2 separate regions of the Sus scrofa genome follow, and region 2 is linked to region 1. A link is a contact called in public Hi-C data. All regions are on one chromosome and are shown on one strand. Each heading gives the region's core, a stretch centred on a gene start, on an enhancer-like site or on the middle of the called end of the contact. The rest is flanking DNA. Distances are from core to core; before and after follow the strand shown.

Region 1 (6,476 bases), core at 2,508-5,007:
ATAACTTTAGTGTAATATGAGTAAATGCAATAAATATGTTGGCATGTATATCTCTTTACAAGTGTGTATAGCCTAGTTTTTTAAATTATTAAGTATGTAATGTAGCCTATATTTCATGCTAGGTCTTCCTAGACCTTTTCCTGCAATCTGATATTTTCAAGATTATCTCTTCATTACTCAACTGATTTGTGCTTGAAAAGAGACAAACTAATGTTAACTAATTAGCACAATTATATTAGAAGCAGTTTCCTACTACTAACCCACATTTATAAAACAAGTTTTGATTTACAGTCTTCCTAGATTATCTTCAGATTCCTCTCTCTATTATTTTCTAGATCACTTTGCGGCCTGCCTCTATTAGCATGGAAAATTGAAACCTGATTATAATTACGTGCTTGTGGGAGAAGCAGTCCACTTACCTGTAGCTAGGGTCGCCATGATGAATGGGATATGTATCCATAGGAACATTTTCCATTGAAATATCAGTAAGAAGAAGAGACTTTCTGTGTTTTAGGCTACAGCGACTTCGAACCTCCTCAGACACTGTGAGTAAGGCTAAAACGAAGGAGAAGGAAGATTTAAAAATTTCATAAATCACAAATGTGACTTAAAATAGGATACACTTCTTACAAGCTCCTGAAGAGAATAACAGCTATTAAATGGGCATGTAAAGAGCCTTGCAAAGTAGGAAGTTTAAGGATACAAAATACTTAGGACAGACTTGTTTATTTTAAATGGTTTACAGTCTGTTTTGGAAGACTGTATGTAAACATGAACTATACAGAGAGATTTAAATAGCGCCTTATAATATGTTAAGTGCTTTAATGTACATTTGATCTCAACAAACACAAAAGGTAGGCAGGGCAGGATTATGAGCTCCATTTCTTAGATAAGGAAAAATACTTTTGATTTCAAATGAATGTGCCTAAGGTCAAATGATTCAAACAAAAAAGCTGCCACAAAATGAAGTCTGCTAAACTGGGAGTAAGCACTTTCCGCCAAAGGACTTTGTTCAAGAACTGGGTATCCGTAAGTGCTAAGCACTGCTGAACAGAGAAACACCAATCGGGTAAGGACCAACACGGACGTTGTGATGGAACGGTCGGGAGGGGCAGATGGTCTAGGAGAAACAAATGGTGTCAGGAACAAGTATTAAAGAGGCGTAAAGGTACTTCTATGAGATGGCAAGCAGATTAGCTTAAAATCGCCTATTCGTTTGGAGATGTAATAAAAAATTAGGCCTATGAAATTTAGAGAAAGAGGACAGAATCGGGAAGGCTGCTGAAGAACCCAGGATACTAGGCTGAGGGGTTTAGATTTCATGACAGACAACTGGGAGCCGAACAGTGTCTTGACCCAAAGATGACTAAGGGAACACTTTTCATATTTCAATGTAAATTCTTTAATAAGGAAATATGTTTTTGGCAAAACTTTCCAAATTTTAACCAATACCACAGGACCGCACCGTGAAATCTTTACCCTGCCAAGCAACCAGCCAAAGGACCCACAGGTATTTGTACCTTTTCTGTGGTCCTTAGATATAGATGTGGTAGGATTAATTTTGTCTATTTGGTGTTTTTACCTGCCAAGTAAGCCACGCTCTGTGTATTCACCTCAAATTTGTCACAGTTTCTATGTTTATTAACCAGAGTTAGTAGTGTATGCAAAATCCTGACTGTTCTTGCAACAATGGCAGGTGAAGGATGCCTGTATCCTATGAAAAAGAAAAACAGAGAAGACATTAATTCATTCTTGCAACAAGTATTGGTTGAATTCTTATTCTGTGACTAGCAACCGTCCAAGGAAAGAAAGTATATAAGAGATAAACGCTGCCTTCTGAGAAGAGCCATTTGGGAAGGTAAAACATACATATATAAATAATTAATTACATATAGGATTAAGCACCAAAAATGTGTAGAACAGAATAATGTTTCCTCAGGGAGAGGAAAGTGAGGAAATGCAGTAGTATTTCAGGTCTTCTATTCCTTAATGCAGCAAAGGAATTTTTTAAAATTATAGTTCACCTTGAGATATCCTTCAAAAATAGACTTCTATCGCTTAAACTTTTTTTACATCTTTCTCACACTTTATCTTTTGTTTTTAATTTTTTTTTTTTTTTTTTTTGTCTTTTTGCTATTTCTTTGGGCCGCTTCCGCGGCATATGGAGGTTCCCAGGCTAGGGGTTGAATAGGAGCTGTAGCCACCGGCCTACGCCAGAGCCACAGCAACGCGGGATCCGAGCCGCGTCTGCAACCTACACCACAGCTCACGGCAACGCCGGATCGTTAACCCACTGAGCAAGGGCAGGGACCGAACCCGCAACCTCATGGTTCCTAGTCGGATTCGTTAACCACTGCGCCACGACGGGAACTCCTTAATTTTTTAAATTACAGTTGATTTACAATGTTCTGTCAGTTTTTGCTGTAAATTATTTTTTAACCAGGAGAAATTATGATTTCTTTTCCTTTGACTTCTTAAATTTTTATTTTTGTTTTTAAAGTTAAAGTATATAGTTGATTTACAATGTGCCAATTTCTGTTGTACAGCAAAGTGACTCAGTCACACACACACACATTCTTTTTTAATATTCTTTTCCATCATGGTCTATCCCAGGAGATTGTGTATAGTTCCCTGTGCTGTACATAGGTCCTCCTTGCTTATCCATGCTAAATGTAACAGTTTGCATCTACCAACCCCGAACTCCCAGCCCATCCTACTCTCCCCCTCTTCCTCCTTGGCAATCACAATTCTGTTCTCTGTGAGTCTGCTTTTGTTTTGTAAATAGGTTCATTTGTGCCATATTTTAGATTCCCCACATAAATTATATCATATAGTATTTGCCTTTTTCTTTCTTTCTTTCTTTTTTGTCTTTTTAGGGCTGCTCCCACGTCACACAGAGGTTCCCAAGCTAGGGGTCTAATCGGAGCTACAGCTGCCAGCCCACACCACAGCCACAACAATGCCAGATCTGAGTCAAATCTGCGACCTACACCACAGCTCATGGCGATGCCTGATCCTTAACCCACTGAGCGAGGCCAGGGATTGAACCTGCAACTTCATGGTTCCTAGTCAGATTCGTTTCCTCTGCACCACAAAGGGAACTCCTGTCTTTCTCTTTCTGATCTACTTCGCTTAGTATAAGAATCTCTAGTTGCATACACTTCAATTTTTTTTTTTAACTAAGGAAAAAAGCCCTATGCTACAGGGAGTATATGCTCTCAGAGTCCAAATAATCAGGCTGATTGGAGGGTCAGCTTGATCTTTGGATAGCTTTTATTCGCTCCACTTAAAATAGGGGAACTGTACGTTGAAAATATCTGGTATTCTTTTAGAAATACAGTATATATAAGCTCTATCAAAACCCAGCTCCAATTCCTCTTTTTGGTATCCTGTAGTAAGTGTAGTATCTTTTGAACAATCCTATTCACTTTAGAGATTAAAACTGTCAGTATTTTTTGCAGAAATTTCATAAGGTGGTGAAATCAAATGTACACATTCACATTGGTGGGTGTATGTATATATATCAGATTAAAAACTGGGGGAACCTCCGCGAGCCCTCAGGCCTAACAATCACTTAAACTGATACAAAAGCATAGATTCAAGTCCTACACTGAGGGTCTAATTTTGGCCAAATCCACTGCTGCTTAAAACCACTGATTCATGCCAGCTCCTTTTCTCAAGCCATACTTTACATGGTTTTTGCTTCTGACTCACTCCCATATTCCCATCCTATTAACTGCAGTCTTGGGTCATGACTGCACTACATTAATGAACCAAAGCTAACACACAGTGACATCAGCAGTAGGGAGTAGAGTCAGCTTAGAGAGTGAAGGAGCTGGCTCTGAGGAACAACTGGAGATCAGCGCTCTAAGCAATACAGAAATGTGTGTGTGGGGTGAGGATGGGGTGCCAGAAAGGTGAGGTTTTTGAAGTAGGTAATAACAGGATTGGGTCAACAATATATTAGTAGCAAGTTAAGGAAATCAGTAATCAAATCTCTAACATAATATTTTCTAACATGAGCTACTTAAATAACATTTATTGATTTGCAGTCTGTGTTATTTTGATAATCAAAAAGGTACTTACACAGCATGAACTAATAAAACAGCTCTTAGAAAGTTCAGTACTTAGGCATTTTATAAGAATTAGTTCTTTTGCTTTTTGAAGGAACTCTGATATTTGACTAAACTCTATTTCCACTAATTTCTAAGTGGAAATTAAGCTCTATTAAAATACATATTGGACAAAACGTAACTCAATAAGATATACAGTTTGCATTTAAAGTAAGATATATGAGCCAAATTATTTCAAGCAATTATTTTAGTTACTTCTGGCTTTTTTTTCAAGGGCTGCGCCTATGGCATATGGAAGTTCCCAGGCTATGGGCTGAATCAGAGCTGTAGCTGCCGGCAACTACCACAGCCACAGCAATGCCAGATCCTTTAACCCACTGAGCGAGGCCAGGGATCAGACCCGCATCCTCATGGATACTAGTCAGGTTCTTAACCTTTTGAGCCATGATGGGAACTCCACTTCTGGCTTCTTGATACCATTTTATAATAATATTCTGACACAAGGCTTCTACCTTTTAGGAGGTGTCCAACCAGTGCGAAGTTAAAGTTAGAGTTGAAATTGAGTCCAACAAAATGATCCATTTGCTTGCAGTGCCATTCCAGAGGATTCCGGATTGCCATAAACACTTCCTCTGGACTCTATTAAAAAATAATCATGAGATGGTTGATGGGGTTCATACAGGAACTTTCCTTAAAGGATCACATATTGGCTTTTTACTGTGTTCAATAGCTATGACAAGGCAAATAATCCTTTCAAGTTGACAGAAATTATTTTCAAAAGACTACAGAAAACCACAGAACATTTAAGGTACTACAAATAAATCAGAATAAGGTAGTCAACTAAGTAAATAATAAGACGATGGAAGATAAAACAGCTCTGATTTACAATACAAAATAAATACTATCAATTTATATTGTGGTGACTTTTGTTTTCTTTTTTGGCCTCCCTGCGGTATATGGAGTTCCTAGGCCAGGGATCAGATCAGAGCCACAGCCTCCACCGAAGCAACACCTGATCCTTAACCCACTGTGCCGGCCTGGGGATGGAACCTGAGTCTCAGTGCTCCTAAGATGCTGCCGATCCTGTTGCACCACAGTGGGAACTCCCCTGGCAACTTTTTAAAAGTTATAATTACTGTTTTTTAAATAAGACCGTTCACTGAATTGGAGCTGCCACTTTGTGTACTACGGTGACTGAAAATTTAAGAGAAGGAAGAGTGCCTGCTATATACAATGTTAGCTGCATTATTGTATTCAAACCTTAAAGCATTCTAAGAAGTAGGCATTACCTTCATTTTACAGATTCACTCATTCATTTACTTATCAAATACTTATTATAAGTTTTTGATGTTCCAGGCATGGTTTTAGGCTCTGCAAATTTGTCAGTGAACTAAACAGTCAAAAATTACTCGCCTGGCAGTACCTGTCATGGTGCAGCGTAAACGAATTAGACTAGGAACCATGAGGTTGTGGGTTCGATCCCCGGCCTTGCTCAGTGGGTTAAGGATCCGGCATTGCTGTGAGCTGTGGTGTAGGTCACAGATGCAGCTCGGATCTGGCATTGCTGTGGCTGTGGCATAGGCCAGCAGGTGTAGCTCCAATTTGACCCCTAGCCTGGGAACCTCCATATGCCATGGGTGCAGCCCTTAAAAAAAAAAAAAAAAAAAAACCAAACAAACAAAAAAACAACTTACTTGCCTAGTGGATTTTATATTCTTTTTCTTTTTTTGGCTTTTTAGGGACACACCCATGGCATATGGAAGTTCCTAGGCTACGGGTTTAATCACAACTGCAGCTGCTGGTCACAGCCACAGCCACAACCACAGCCACTCCAGATCTGAACCACATCTGCGACCTACACTGGATTCTTTATCCACTGAGTGAGGCCAGATAGCGAGCCCGAGTCCTCATGAATACTAAGTCAGGTTTGTTACCATTGAACCACAGTGTGAACTCCCTGGATTTTACATTCCAGTGTGAGAAAACAAGAAAATTGAATCTCAAAAATGCCATGTAGGGAGTTCCCGTCGTGGCGCAGTGGTTAACGAATCCGACTAGGAACCATGAGGTTGCGGGTTCAGTCCCTGACCTTGCTCAGTGGGTTAAGGATCCGGCGTTGCCGTGAGCTGTGGTGTAGGTTGCAGACGCGGCTCGGATCCCGCGTTGCTGTGCCTCTGGCGTAGGCCGGTGGCTACAGCTCCGATTCAACCCCTAACCTGGGAACCTCCATATGCCGCGGGAGCAGCCCAAGAAATAGCAACAACAACAACAACAACAACAAAAGACAAAAAGACAAAAGACAAAAAAAAAAAAAAAAAAAAAAATGCTATGTAATCTGCCCACTAAATTAAGGTTTAGTGTTTCCTATAGTGTGATTCCAGGTATACTGCTTTAAAGTCACTG
Region 2 (6,968 bases), core at 2,245-4,744, 390 kb after region 1:
CTCAGGCTATGGGCAGGGACTATCAGAAGAGACTGATAGGAGTTGCTGTTATGGCTCAGTGGTAACCCCACTATTATTCACGAGGACAAGGGTTTGATCCATGGCCTCACTCAGTGGGTTAAAGATCCGGCATTGCCGTGAGCTGTGGTGTAGGTCACAAACCAGGCTCCATTCTGGCGTTGCTGTGGCTGTGGTGTAGGCTGGCAGCTGTGGCTCCAATTTGACTCTTAGCTGGGAACCTCCATATGCCGTCGGTGCAGCCCTAAAAAGACAAAAAAATAAGAGACTGATAGTCCCTGTCAGGCCTGATTCCTGCCTCTGCCCAAGCAGTGGCTGTCCATCATGGCTTCCTTGACATCCTGTGCCTCCCTCTATCTCAGCACCTGTCAACCACACACTCATTCATTCATTCCTGCCTTCCTTCTTGGATTCTTTTACTCATTCACTCACTCAGTGTGTCTTCAGCATTTGCCATATGCCAGACCATGCTGGCACTGGGGAAACCAAGACACAGCTCCTGCCCTCAAAAAATCCCAGTCTAAAAAACAGACAAGGGAGCTCCCTGGTGGCCTAGTGGTTAAGGACCTGGTGTTGTCACTGCTGTGATGTGGGTTCAATCCCTGGCCTGGGGAACTTCAACATGCTGTGGGCATGGCAAAAAATAAAAATAAAAATAAAAAGCAGGAGTTCCCTTCGTGGGTCAATGGTTAATGAACCCGACTGGGATCCATGAGGATGCAGGTTCAATCCCTGGCCTCACTCAGTGGGTTAAGGATCCCGCATTGCTGTGGCTGTGGTGGAGGCTGGCAGCTGTAGCTCCAATTGGACCCCTAGCCTGGGAACTTCCATGTGCCCCAGGTGTGGCCCTAAAAAATAAATAGATTAAATTTTAAAAAATAAAAAGCAGACAAAAACAAACCTGCAAAATTAAACAGCTAAGGAAAAAGACCTCATAATTGCTATAATGGGCCACAGGCATGATCGCTATTCAGGGCCTTTTTTGCTGAGTTTATCACTGGAAGCAACCCAGCTGGCTGACAGCAAAGCCTGCAGCCAAACTGCCAGGGTGGATACCCCTGATCTCTCTAACTAGCTGTGGGACCTCAGGCAGGAACCGAGGCTCTCTGTGCCTCAGTTTGGCTGTAAAATGTAGATAATAGGAGTTTACATCCTCAGAGGGTTGTGATGAGAATTAGAAGAACTAAGACCAGAATGGGGCCCGGCATATCGCACAATATAAGTGTTTATTTTCCTTTTTTCTTTGTTTTTTTTTTTTTAGCTAAAAAGAAAAGGAAGGGAAAGAGAGTAAAGCTCTAAACTCCTTTCTTTAATTAACAGCAAACTTTTTTTTTTTTTTTTTTTTTTTTTTAGGGCTGCATCCACGGCATGGGGAGGTTTCCAGGCTAGGGGTCTAATGGGAGCTGTAGCTGCCGGCCACAGCCACGGCCACGGCCACGGCCACAGCCACAGCCAAGCGGGATACTAGCCGCGTCTGCGACCTACACCACAGCTCTCTGCAACGGCTGATCCTTAACCCACTGAGCAAGGCCAGAGATCGAACCTGAGTCCTCACGGATACTAGTCAGATTCGTTTTCCGCTGAGCCATGACGGAAACTCCAACAGCAATCTTTTGAAGTTCCGACTACCTGGTCTTTGTGGCAAAACCGCCCGTATTCCTTGGCTTCCTCCTTACCTCTCAGGAGCCGGCCCTCCGAGTGCTCTGAGAGACGGCCTCCGCGGCTCGAGTCCTCAGAATGTCCGCGAAAGAACATAAGTCTCAACTTTTAAGTTGTGCATTTTTTTCTTCAGTTACCACAGGCCGCACAGAAGTATGTTCCCAGCTGAAGACCACTGATCTGGTTCAAACCTTTTAAATTTTACTCCACTCAACTTATCAAGATAAGGTGAAGTCGGCAGAAGAGCCCAGACTGGGAAAGTGAGGGGCTGTTTGCTTTCACTCCCCAGGAGTCCCCACAGCAACCGGGACCCTCCACAGGAGGGGCAGAGTGCCAGAGCGCACGGAGGCCGCTGGGAAAGCACGGAGGCTGCCGGGAAACCAGGAGGATGCTGGGAAACCATGTGGGGCGGTGTTGCTGTCCTTCCCGTGCCCTCCCTACCCCGCTGCCTCTTCCACTTCAAAGCACACTCTCTGGTCCCCTTCTGCAGAGCAGGTACGCATCGCCAGGCTTGCTCCTTAGCAGTAGTGCCTGCCCATGGGCAGAGCAAGCGCCGTGAGACAGAAGACTTTCAGTGACTGAAAGATTGAAGGGAGAGATCAAGAAAGCTTTGGGGGGAGTTCCGGAAGATCCAGTCATAGTGAAACGAATCCAACTGGGAACCATGAAGTTGCGATTCGATCCCTGGCCTCCCTCAGGGAATTAAGGATCTGACGTTGCGGTGAGCTGTGGTGTAGGTTGCAGACGCGGCTCTAATCCTGCGTTGCTGTAGGGCGGCAGCTATAGCCAGTTGGATCCCTAGCCTGGGAACCTCCATATGTCCCGGGTGCAGCCATAAAAAGCAAATAAATAAAATAAAATAAAAGGAAAGAAAGGCTTTTTGGAATTTCCTTTGTGGCTCAGTGGGTTAAGAACCTGACATAGTGTCCATGAGGTTGCAGGTTCAATCCCTAAGCCTCATTCAGTGGGTTAAGGATCTGGCATTGCTGCAACCTGCAGAGTTCCCAGATGCGTCTCAGATCCAGTTTTGCTGTGGCTGTGGGGTAGCTGGCAGCTGTAGTTTGATCTGAGCCCTAGCCTGGGAACTTGCATATGCTTCAGGTGCAGTCTGCAGACATCCCAGGGCAGATCCAGAAGCAGAAAGAAGACTGGATGGGCTTGGTCGGGCTTGGGGGGTGAGTGGCGGCAGCAGCCTGGGATACAAACCCAGGCCCCAATGAGTAGGATGTGCGGTGTGTGTAGGGGCAGGGGGTTAGAGTGAGAACATCCCCCGGCAGGCAGTCGGAGAGGTGGAGCCCAAGGCAATCCAGTGCCAGGATGAGATGTTGGGCAGCTGAACTTGAGATGTAATGGGGAGACCGGTGATTTGGGGACCTGTCCAGCGTCTCCAGGAGCCTGAGATCACACATTCTGAACTCCTGTGGTCCAGGCTTTAGAAGTGCCCTAGAAACTGCCTGTCAGAATGTCTCCTGACCTGCCTGGCACTTAGGGACTCCTCAGATATGTGTCACATGAGTGAGCCAGGAAGGAAATGGAGATGCCCGGTCCCATTCACATCCTGCCACAGGCTGACTGATGCTCAACAGCAAACTAGGCCACTGGCCTGACCCAGTTTCCCGGCGCTCCGGCCTCGCCCCAGGAGCAGCAGATGCGGCCAGAGCAGGCGCCCGGGGCGACTCCCAAGCGCCGCCCTGCGGCCCCCGGCTCTCCTCCGCCTTCGTCTTGGATCCGCGGCGTTTCTGACTGGGGCCTTGACTCCTGTGACTCATCTCCCTGAGAAGAAAGGGGCCTTTGCTGTGCCTGCGCTGGCCGGAGGCTGGCACGTCCCTTGGACAGCACCGCCCCCCGGTGGCCGCGGCCCTGGGGACCTGGCCCAACTCCCTCCGAGCTGGCCCTACGATCCCGATCCCCGGAGCCAGGCTGCCCTGGTAAAGAGGGAGGCGGGTCACCACCTCCCTGAGGGCTTGGCTAAGTTCTGGGTGAAGCCTCAACAAAGGATGGAATTGTCTCCCAGAGCCTGGGTAAAGGGCAAGCTTGGGCACACCCAAGCCCGCTCCCTGGGCAGGCCTGTCAGGGAGCATGGAGGGGGCCACCGCCCTTTTCTGGTGAAAGCCTGGCTTGGGTTCCTGCTTTCCGCATCCCTGAGATCACGTGTCTGCTGCATTTTAAAAATAGATGCGAACATCTGTGGTTCCCCTTTTGTGAGTGGATTATTCACATCTCCTGTCCATTTTCTTTTTCTTTTTTCTCTTACTGATTTTCTTGCACACATTGAATCTGCCATGTGTTGCAAATATTTTTCTAAGCTTAGAATTTACCTCGATTTGGGTTTTGGTGATTTTTTGGGCACATACACTTTTTTTAAATTGATACTTTTCTATGTGATCTCAACTTTTGATGTTTGCGTTATTCTTTCCCCCTTTGCTTTCTGCTTACAGAACTGTTTCCATCTGAGTATCAGGCAAAGATTTCCCTAATTTTTTTGTTTGTTTGTTTCTCTCTCTCTCCCTCCCTCCTTCCCGCCTTCCTTCCTTTCTTCCTCCTTCCCTTTCTCTTTCTTTTCTCTCTTTCTTTTTTTCCTTTCTTCTCTTTTTCTTTCCTTTCCCAAACCCAGGTCATGCGGAAGTTCCCAGCCAGGGACTGAATTTGTGCCACAGGAGTGCCAATGACAGATACTTAACCCAACAGGCCACCAGGGAACTCCCAGAATTCTTTTTTTTTTTAATGTATTAGACCACTGATCATGAATTTAGAACATATTCATATTCTTTAAGATCCAGCTAAAAATGCAGTCTTGAGTAAAACATCGACACATGAAAACTGGATGGGACGTATTTCTCTTCTTTTCTTTTTTGCTTTTTAGGGCCGCACCTGTGGCATATGGAAGTTCCCAGGCTAGGGGTCAAATTGGAGCTGCAGCTGCCGATCTACACCTCAGCCACAGCAACGTGGAATCTGAGCCAAATCTGCCACCTACCCCGCAGCTCACGGCAATGCTGGATCCCCAACCCACTGAGGGAGGCCAGGGATTGAATCCGTATCCTTGTGGATACTAGTCGGATTTGTTTCCGCTGTGCCGCAACGGGAACTCCACAAATCACATTTTGATATACACTTAATGATATCAATTTTATTGATTTCCAGGAATGATATCAATGTTATTGATTTTCCGTGGGTTAAAAAAAAGGGGGGGGCCTGTAGAGAGTAGGGAAAGGCATGTGTTTGTTGAGCACCCATGTGTTGGGCTTAATTCACGGTAGCAGAAACTGCCTACTTGGTGTTCCCTGGACTCACCCGCAGATAGTAGACTTACAAAGGTAGATTTTTTTTTTTGTCTTTTTTTTTTTTTTTTTTGCTATTTCTTGGGCCGCTCCCGTGGCATATGGAGGTTCCCAGGCTAGGGTTCTAATCAGAGCCGTAGCTACCAGCCTACGCCAGAGCCACAGCAATGCAGGATCTGAGCCGTGTCTGCAACCTACACCACAGCTCACGGCAACGCCAGATGGTTAACCCACTGAGCAAGGGCAGGGACTGAACCTGCAACCTCATGGTTCCTAGTCAGATTCAATAACCACTGTGCCATGACGGGAACTCCGATTTTTTTCTTTTTAAACATTTTTTTTTTTTTTTTTTTTTAGCGAAGGGAGCTTCTTGCATCTGTGCTTCAGGACATTCCCTGAAAGTGGAGCCACATGGGGGCAGCTCAGAGGTACTAAGGAGTTGCCAACATTCCAGGTGTGACAGCCCCCCCATCACTGAGGAGCATCCTTACCCCTCTTCTGACTCCTGATGCGTGTTCTATGCAGCCCCTCAGAGGGTCCTGGGTGGCGGTGACCCACTTGCCCACAGCGGTCACTTGTTCATGAGTGCAGACTGCAGTGGCTTTCTTCCCTTCCCCACATCACTTCCCCTACCTCATTGCACGTTGGATTTCTGACTCCTCCATTTGCTTTTTTTTTTTTTTTTTTTCTTAACCTTGAGCGAATTATTTAAACCCTGTGTCTTAGGGACCTCATTTGTAACATGGGGCTAGTCATAATAGCTGCCACGATGAGGACAAAATGAGCTAACCTCTGTGAAATGTTTAGAAAGTACCGGGCACATAGCATGTGCTCCAATTGTCAGTTATGACGATATAAACTGGACCATCATGGGGCAGTAGGAAATAAAACACACCTGGCTTCAGTTTCCTCCTCTGAAATATTGGTTAAAATGCCTCTTTGGGGGAGTTCCCATCGTGGCGCAGTGGTTAACAAATCCAGCTAGGAACCATGAGGTTGCAGGTTCGATCCCTGGACTTGCTCAGTGGGTTAAGGATCCGGCGTTGCTGTGAGCTGTGGTGTAGGTCGCAGACGCGGCTAGGATCCTGCGTTGCTGTGGCTCTGGCATAGGCTGGCAGCTACAGCTCCGATTAGACCCCTAGCCTGGGAACCTCCATATGCCGCGGGAGCAGCCCAAGAAATGGCAAAAAGACAAAAAAAAAAAAAAAAAAAAAAGCCTCTTTTGGAAAAGGATGGCGAAGAGTATGTGGAATGACATAACCTATGTAAACTACAAAGCCCAGGGCCCAGCCCCACGTGAGGACCAGTGCTGGGCAGGCCAACGATGCCATCTTCATTGAGTGGCTGTGCCATCATGAGAGTGACCTCCACGAAGCTGGAGGGGCCGGTGCTGGGGTGCAGGCGAGACTGTTTTAGTTTCAAAGTCCTGGGCCATTTCCTCCTTTATCTCTGTAGAATGGCATGACCTCAGGCAAGTCATGTCCCTAAGGCCTCCGTTTCCACATTCCAGAAAAGAAGTGGTTGGATTTAGGGGATGGCTAAATCCTAGGACACACACACACACACTCTGCAGGGAAGAAGCTTCTGCATGTCCGCTGGACCACTTGAGTCACCTCTGGGAGCCTTAAGCCCCAGGCTCTTTTGGCCTTGAAAATTACCCGAAAAGAATAATGAGTCTGGAAAACTTTTCCAGGCATTTTCATGTGTGAAAGCCGTTTTCTTCTTAGGCTCCTCCTCTCCTTTTGTCACTCTGCAAATATCTGTGGCTGCCTTGCCAAGTCTTGGGATCAGGCCACATCTCCCTGTTGAGGGCTGGGTTGAGGGGTACAGGGAGCCTCCAAAGATCAGCCTGCCCCTTCCTTTGTCACTGCCCTCCCCCCAGCCCCTGCAAGAACCTAAATAACCCAGAGGAAGAAGCAAACAGTCCACAATGTATTACAGAGGTCATAAAACGTGGCTCCACCCTCCAGAGGAAGCCAAGGTTGGGAAGTAACCGCGGAACAGATGGGG

What was found. A called contact is a pair of places that touch in the nucleus more often than the background predicts.
Region 2: a Hi-C map of embryonic fibroblasts shows a contact between it and region 1, with 3 times the contacts expected there. The contact joins two enhancer-like sites. A contact is called at or near these places in 1 of 47 Hi-C or Micro-C datasets (embryonic fibroblasts) and 1 of 2 datasets of contacts at active chromatin or transcription factors (alveolar macrophages).

The regions. Positions count from the first base shown.
Region 1 is chr12:43,515,759-43,522,234 of Sscrofa11.1, forward strand. It overlaps NF1 (neurofibromin), which reads right to left. Exons shown (of 59, transcript XM_021067460.1): 49 at 4,586-4,712; 50 at 1,583-1,714; 51 at 420-555. Among named protein-coding and RNA genes, the nearest start is that of EVI2A, 24 kb to the right of the region's middle. Within about 2 kb of position 3,758, at least 3 of the 83 cell types and tissues checked have an H3K27ac peak or open chromatin away from gene starts, as enhancers often do. A contact at or near this core is called in embryonic fibroblasts, where this site is marked.
Region 2 is chr12:43,909,972-43,916,939 of Sscrofa11.1, forward strand. No RefSeq gene overlaps it. Among named protein-coding and RNA genes, the nearest start is that of KSR1, 14 kb to the right of the region's middle. Within about 2 kb of position 3,495, at least 53 of the 83 cell types and tissues checked have an H3K27ac peak or open chromatin away from gene starts, as enhancers often do. A contact at or near this core is called in embryonic fibroblasts, where this site is marked.